Linked DNA regions of Bos taurus: region 2 is linked to region 1. A link is a contact called in public Hi-C data. All regions are on one chromosome and are shown on one strand. The core of a region is the stretch at or near the end of the contact, and the rest is flanking DNA. Distances in the headings are between cores, read along the strand shown.

Evidence for each region. Hi-C and Micro-C count contacts between places; a contact is called where the count stands out from the background.
Region 2: a Hi-C map of liver shows a contact between it and region 1, with 2.8 times the contacts expected there. The contact joins the enhancer-like site here to the promoter of EVA1A in region 1. A contact is called at or near these places in 2 of 11 Hi-C or Micro-C datasets (liver and skeletal muscle).

The regions. Positions count from the first base shown.
Region 1 is chr11:44,090,509-44,093,231 of ARS-UCD2.0, reverse strand. It overlaps EVA1A (eva-1 homolog A, regulator of programmed cell death), which reads right to left and starts at 1,429. Exons shown (of 3, transcript NM_001435268.1): 1 at 1,174-1,429.
Region 2 is chr11:44,155,253-44,158,058 of ARS-UCD2.0, reverse strand. The region is part of intron 2 of EVA1A (eva-1 homolog A, regulator of programmed cell death); the gene reads right to left. Among named protein-coding and RNA genes, the nearest start is that of EVA1A, 65 kb to the right of the region's middle. Within about 2 kb of position 1,503, at least 3 of the 102 cell types and tissues checked have an H3K27ac peak or open chromatin away from gene starts, as enhancers often do. A contact at or near this core is called in liver, where this site is marked.

The DNA of each region.
Region 1 (2,723 bases), core at 180-2,679:
TCCTTGGGAAACCCAGTCAGAACTGCAAGAAGCTGACTACACTTCTCTCCGTGAGCAGAGCATCCCCTCTAAGGATTTTGGGACCACCAACTACCTTTTCACCCCCCCCCATCCACCTTGATTTCAGGGGCCACCAAAAGCATGCAGCAGACTGAGTTCCTGGAAAGGAGTTTGGTAAATGTCAGATATGCAGATGACACCTCCCTTATGGCAGAAAGCGAAGAGGAACTAAAGAGCCTCTTGATGAGGGTGACAGAGGAGAGTGAAAAGGCTGGCTTAAAACATTCATAAAATAAAGCTATGGTTTTTCCAGTAGTCATGTATGAATGTGAGAGTTGGACCATAAAGAAGGCTGAGCATGGAAGAAATTATGTTTTTGAACTGTGATGTTGGAGAAGGCTCTTTTGCACTGCAAGGAGATCAAACCAGTCAATCCTAAAGGAAATCAACCCAGAATATTCATTGGAAGAACTGAGGCTGAAGCTCCAATACTTTGGCCACCTAATGGGAAGAGCCAACTCATTGGAAAAGACCCTGATGCTGGGAAACATTGAAGGCAGGAGGAGAAGGGGACAACAGAGAACGAGATGGTCGGATGGCATCACTGACTTAGTGGACATGAGTTTGAGCTCTGGGAGATGGTGAAGGTCAGGGACAGGGAAGCCTGGCGTGCTGCAGTCCCCGGGGTCGCAAAGAGTCGGACAAGACTGAGCCACTGAACAACAAAACCATATCAACTAGAGCCAAGGAAATTTCGGACAGGGCTGCATCTGGCAGGTCCGAGGTCAAAGCCAGTCACTGTCGCCGCCTGGGAACTAAGCCCCTGGTCCCGGAGGCGGAGGAGAGAGGCGCAGAGATTAGGCAAGAACTCGCTCTCCGAAGCCAGGCTGCATAGGCAAGGAGCGGAGAGTTCTTGGATCCAGAAAAAGAAGCAGGGATGCGGGGTAGGAAGCACCAGCAAAGTGAGAAGAGAGAGAAAACAAGCTCCCGTAAGCAAAGTTCCTTGGGGGTACCCAGGCTACAACACCTGGGCAGGGGGTCAGGAACAAAGCAGCCCTCTCAGGTCAGAAGTGCTCTACGTGTTTCCGAAGCAGGGGTGTTCAGGGCACGCCACGGCCCTCTGGGGATGCCAGGCGCCCCTACACCCTGAGCGCGCTCAACCGCAACGCTTACCTTCGCCCGAGCAGCCAACGCGCACTTCCGGGGTCCTGGCTCCGGGTGCTGGGGGCGGAGCCGGGGACCAGGAGCCGATCACTAAGAGGAGGACGCAACAAAGCTGTGGCCAAGGTTTGGGCTGGCACTGGCGATTCGGAAAGAAACCCCAGTGGAGACCTGTGGGCACGGGGTCCCGGCCTGGGCGATCACGGGCGGCGGTGGTAACCCCAGCAGACGCAGGAGGACCACGATTCTGTGGGAGGAAAAGGTTGTCTCATTTCCTTCAGTCTGCCCCCTCCACTCCACCCACTTTGCTCTGGACCTGCCCTCCCTTCCCCTCCCCTTCCCCAAACCAGCTACCCGTAAGGGCGCTGGAAAGACCTGAAACCTAAATGGCTGCGGCTCGCGGCGCCTCCCCCCGCAGCAAGTTAGTTCAAGCTTCGAAACTCTTGCCTACTGCGCGCACTTCTAACAGTCCCCAGGGCCCTGAAAGGTTCTCCGTGGGCTGTCCCCACCCTGCCCCAGAGTTCTTCCCTTTTCCCCTGCTAGGAGTAAAGAAAAAGAAAGTGAAGTTCACTCAGTCGTGTCCGACTGTTTGCGACCCCATGAACTATACAGTCCATTGAACTCTTCAGGTCAGAATCCTGGAGTGGGTGACCTATCCCTTCCCCAGGGGATCTTCCTGACATAGGAATCCAACCGGAGTCTCCTGCATTGCAGGCAGATTCTTTACCAACTGAGCTATGAGGGGCGCCGTTGCTGGGACCAGCCCAGATTTAAAAGCTGACCTCCAAGCTGCTTGCAGCATCCCATCCTCTCCTTCCTGTCCTCTCTCTTGCTTTGAGCTTTTTTTTTTTTTTTTTTGCGGGTGGGAGGGAGGGTTCCTTTTTCTGATCTCAGTTCCCTTTGATATCCAACCTGTGCCCCCGGCCGTGGAAGCCCAGAATCTGAATCACTGAACCACCAGGGACATACCTGAGCCCCTAATTACGCTACTTCCCGCCCCCCCCCCCCCGCAATGATGACGTTTAAACCCTAATGCATAATCTCGAAAGAATTCATTTTGATGAGGAGAGTATTTGATATCTTTGTTTGGTTTTGCTCATTCAAATTTGGGATTTTCTTTCTTAAATTCAAGGACTGTTTTATTTAAGAGCCTGATAAGTGCTAAGCTGGGCTCTAGGAACTTAGAAAAGAACCAGTAGGGCATGTTGTTCCTGGACAATTGTAATATGTGTCTAGTGCAGATAGAGTCCCAGGGTTTCTGTGGTCTCTTACAAGATAGGTCAAGTACCGGAAGAGCTTTCTACAGAGTAAAAAAGGCATACACAGAGCTAAGAAGGAATGGAAAACTCCCATCAGAAGGTGGTCTATCAGAGAACACAGCCAGGATGGGGAGTGACGGTAGATGAATGTGAAAGAGAATGGTGACCAGTCTACCAAGAAAGAATTAAGAACTTGTCAACTACAGATTGGCACTTGCCACGGGTGCTTGAGCTTCCCAGGTGGCACTAGTGCTAAAGAATCCACCTACCAATGCAGAAGACTCAGGAGATGCAGGTTCAATT
Region 2 (2,806 bases), core at 254-2,753, 65 kb before region 1:
TGTCTTCACAGTAAAATTTTGGCCCATAACCGTAATTATTTCACTAGGATAAATTCCTACTTGTGGAATTGCTGGATAAATATTGTTTTAAGGCTTTTGACAGGTGTTCCCAAATCATTTTCTGGAGAGGCTGTGGCAATTCGTAACCTCATTAGCTTATGTACAAACACTCATCTCCCTACACTTTCTCCAAAACTGAAATTATAAACATAATCACTCAAATATTTGACAATTTTATAAAATAAAAATGTCAACCTGTTGCTTTCATTTTGCATTTAATTTCTAAAACCTGAGCTGCTTATGTTTTTCAGCAATTTGTATTTTTTCTTTGGCAAACTGCTGATTCTTATCCTTTGCCCCTTTTCTTTTAAAACATTTATTGATTTGTAAGAGTTCTTTACATATTAACTTTAACCTCTCTTCATTAATGCAACATTTTATTCTTAGTTGCATTTGCCAACTAAGGGTACATTTTGATAAACAGATATTTTAAATTCCTGGAATGGTCAAGGTTTGAAATGGTGAAGAATGGGAAGAATGTGAATGGGAACAAGATGTATCCAAAAGCAAATAGAAAGAATGATGCAATATTAGGCTCAGCAAAGGCTGGATTCCATGAATTTCTAATTGTTTCAATCTTCAAAGTTTTAAGAGTGGTTTCTTGAGTGCAGAGAAAGAAAGGGGAGAAAGGATTCACTTAAGAGTTGGAATTTTCTCTGTTGGTTTAGTCAGAAACGAGACACAGGAATAAGGGAATTATGTGTATTAGCAAGGGTGTTGCTAAAATGATGGATCATATGAATGAGGCAATTGATAAGCTGGGAGAAACTAGGAGAGGTTAGGGGATGCTATATTCACCTTTGAGAAATGAAATATTTCCTGCCATAAAGCACTAAATTCTTTAACTTGGAGTATCTGGTTTTCTTTAATTAACAATCACCTTCTGATGTTAAGACTACCTGCCCCTTGTTGCAAAACTTCTATATAACTTGGCTCCTCCCTTGCTTCCTGGGAGCAGTTCTCTCAGGGTCACTTGAAATGCTGTCTTCCAGGCTTGCAACCCCCCAAATTTCCACTGAATAAAATATTACTCTCAATTTTTATTAATAGGTTGTGAATATTTTTTAAGTCAACACTTTAATATTTTAAATGTTTTAATTCATTTCCTTTATAGTCAGGCAGTCTTCTAGATCATGCTTGGAATTAATTTTTAGCCACCAAATCTACTTACTAGTTCTAATGCATTTTATTTTAGCTACTCTACTTTCCATTTCCTTGCATTCTCTTTTTATCCCAGCCCATACTTAAAAGAAAAATTATTTTCCTGTATCCTAAGCAATATTTAATTCCAGAATATGGAGTGGGAAAGAAAAAGTTTGAAGGAGGAAGAAAAACAGGGCCACGTACCCTTTCACCATAAGATCATAAGACACATGGTAAACCAGGGCATTCAATGAGTTACCACGTTCAATGATCACAATTCAGGGTTATGCTGGCCAAAATGGAAATCTGCCAGGTACTTCCTGTGCTGAGAACAGTTTCAAAGTCCAATAACCTGTTTATTCTCACCAGAGGTATTTTCTTACAACAGCTTATTTGCAAGTGTCATCTGAGACCTTGGAAACTGCAGACCCTCCCTGTCATACCCCACTTCATTTTGGGGTGTTTTGACTTGACTGTAGACTTGAGGAGACCATCATTCAATTGCTTGTGAAAACATGATACCATAGTTTCAAAGATCTCTTTTCCAGTTCCAGTGTCCTTTCTCCCCAGAATAGCCTAGAAGAAAGGGCAGAACTGGGATTCCTTTGATGTGTGGGTACCCAGGTAAGGAGGCTCCTGGAACTAGAACTTCCTTTTGATACTGAGCAGGGTCATGTGGGTCTCCTGGGCACAAAGCCTTTCTATGTCCCCCATTTCTTTGATTACAGAAAATAGCCTTCATTCAGCCTCCATGACCTTTACTGAGTTCCAACGGGTAGATTCTAGCAGTTGTTAATTAGGGAAGGGAGAGAATGCAAGACTGGGGAGAAACATTCAAGAGAAACAAGTTATTCAGCCTTGGGGCACAGTTCTGGTTCCCCATCAACAGATACACACAATATCTTTGAGCTGTTTTTCAGATACTGAAACCCCCTTCCAAGTGGGAGAAATTATCAGTTAATGATAGTATTGCTGACCACAAGTATGTAGACCCAGACTAGTTGGAACCTGAACGTTTATGATGCTGCATCCTACTTACCATCAACCTATAAGAAGAATGCCCATGAGCTGATCATGCCCTCTTTGAACAATTACTATGAACTTTCAATCTTCTCCAAGTGGGAACACATAGTTTTTTGAGGCAGGAATCCACTGTGTCCCTCTTTGCCTGGCAAAGTAATAAAGCTATCCATTTCTACTTCACCTAAAACTCTCTGAGATTCGATTTGGCACCAGTTTGTAGAGAAGCTGAGCTTTTGGCATCACTTTGGGAAGTGAGGAGCTGACTGATGACCTGAGCCTTTGCTGATCTGAGAAGGGAGAACCATGGACTCGATACATGTGAAGATGACATGTGGCATCTTGCCAACCACTAAGGAGCCAGCCAAGCTCCTGAGAAGTCTTCCATTCTAAAATCAGATTGCACGTCATCCAAGATGCTCTCTCAGCAAGAAGCCATGAACTTCCTTTATCCTCAATTCTGGCTCAGATTTGACATTGTAAATAGAAGAGTCAGGTTTTGTATCTGAACTCTGAGGTCATCACATGTCAACCCTGACTAGAGAACTAGAAATTAAAACCAGGCTCTCAAAGGACATCTATT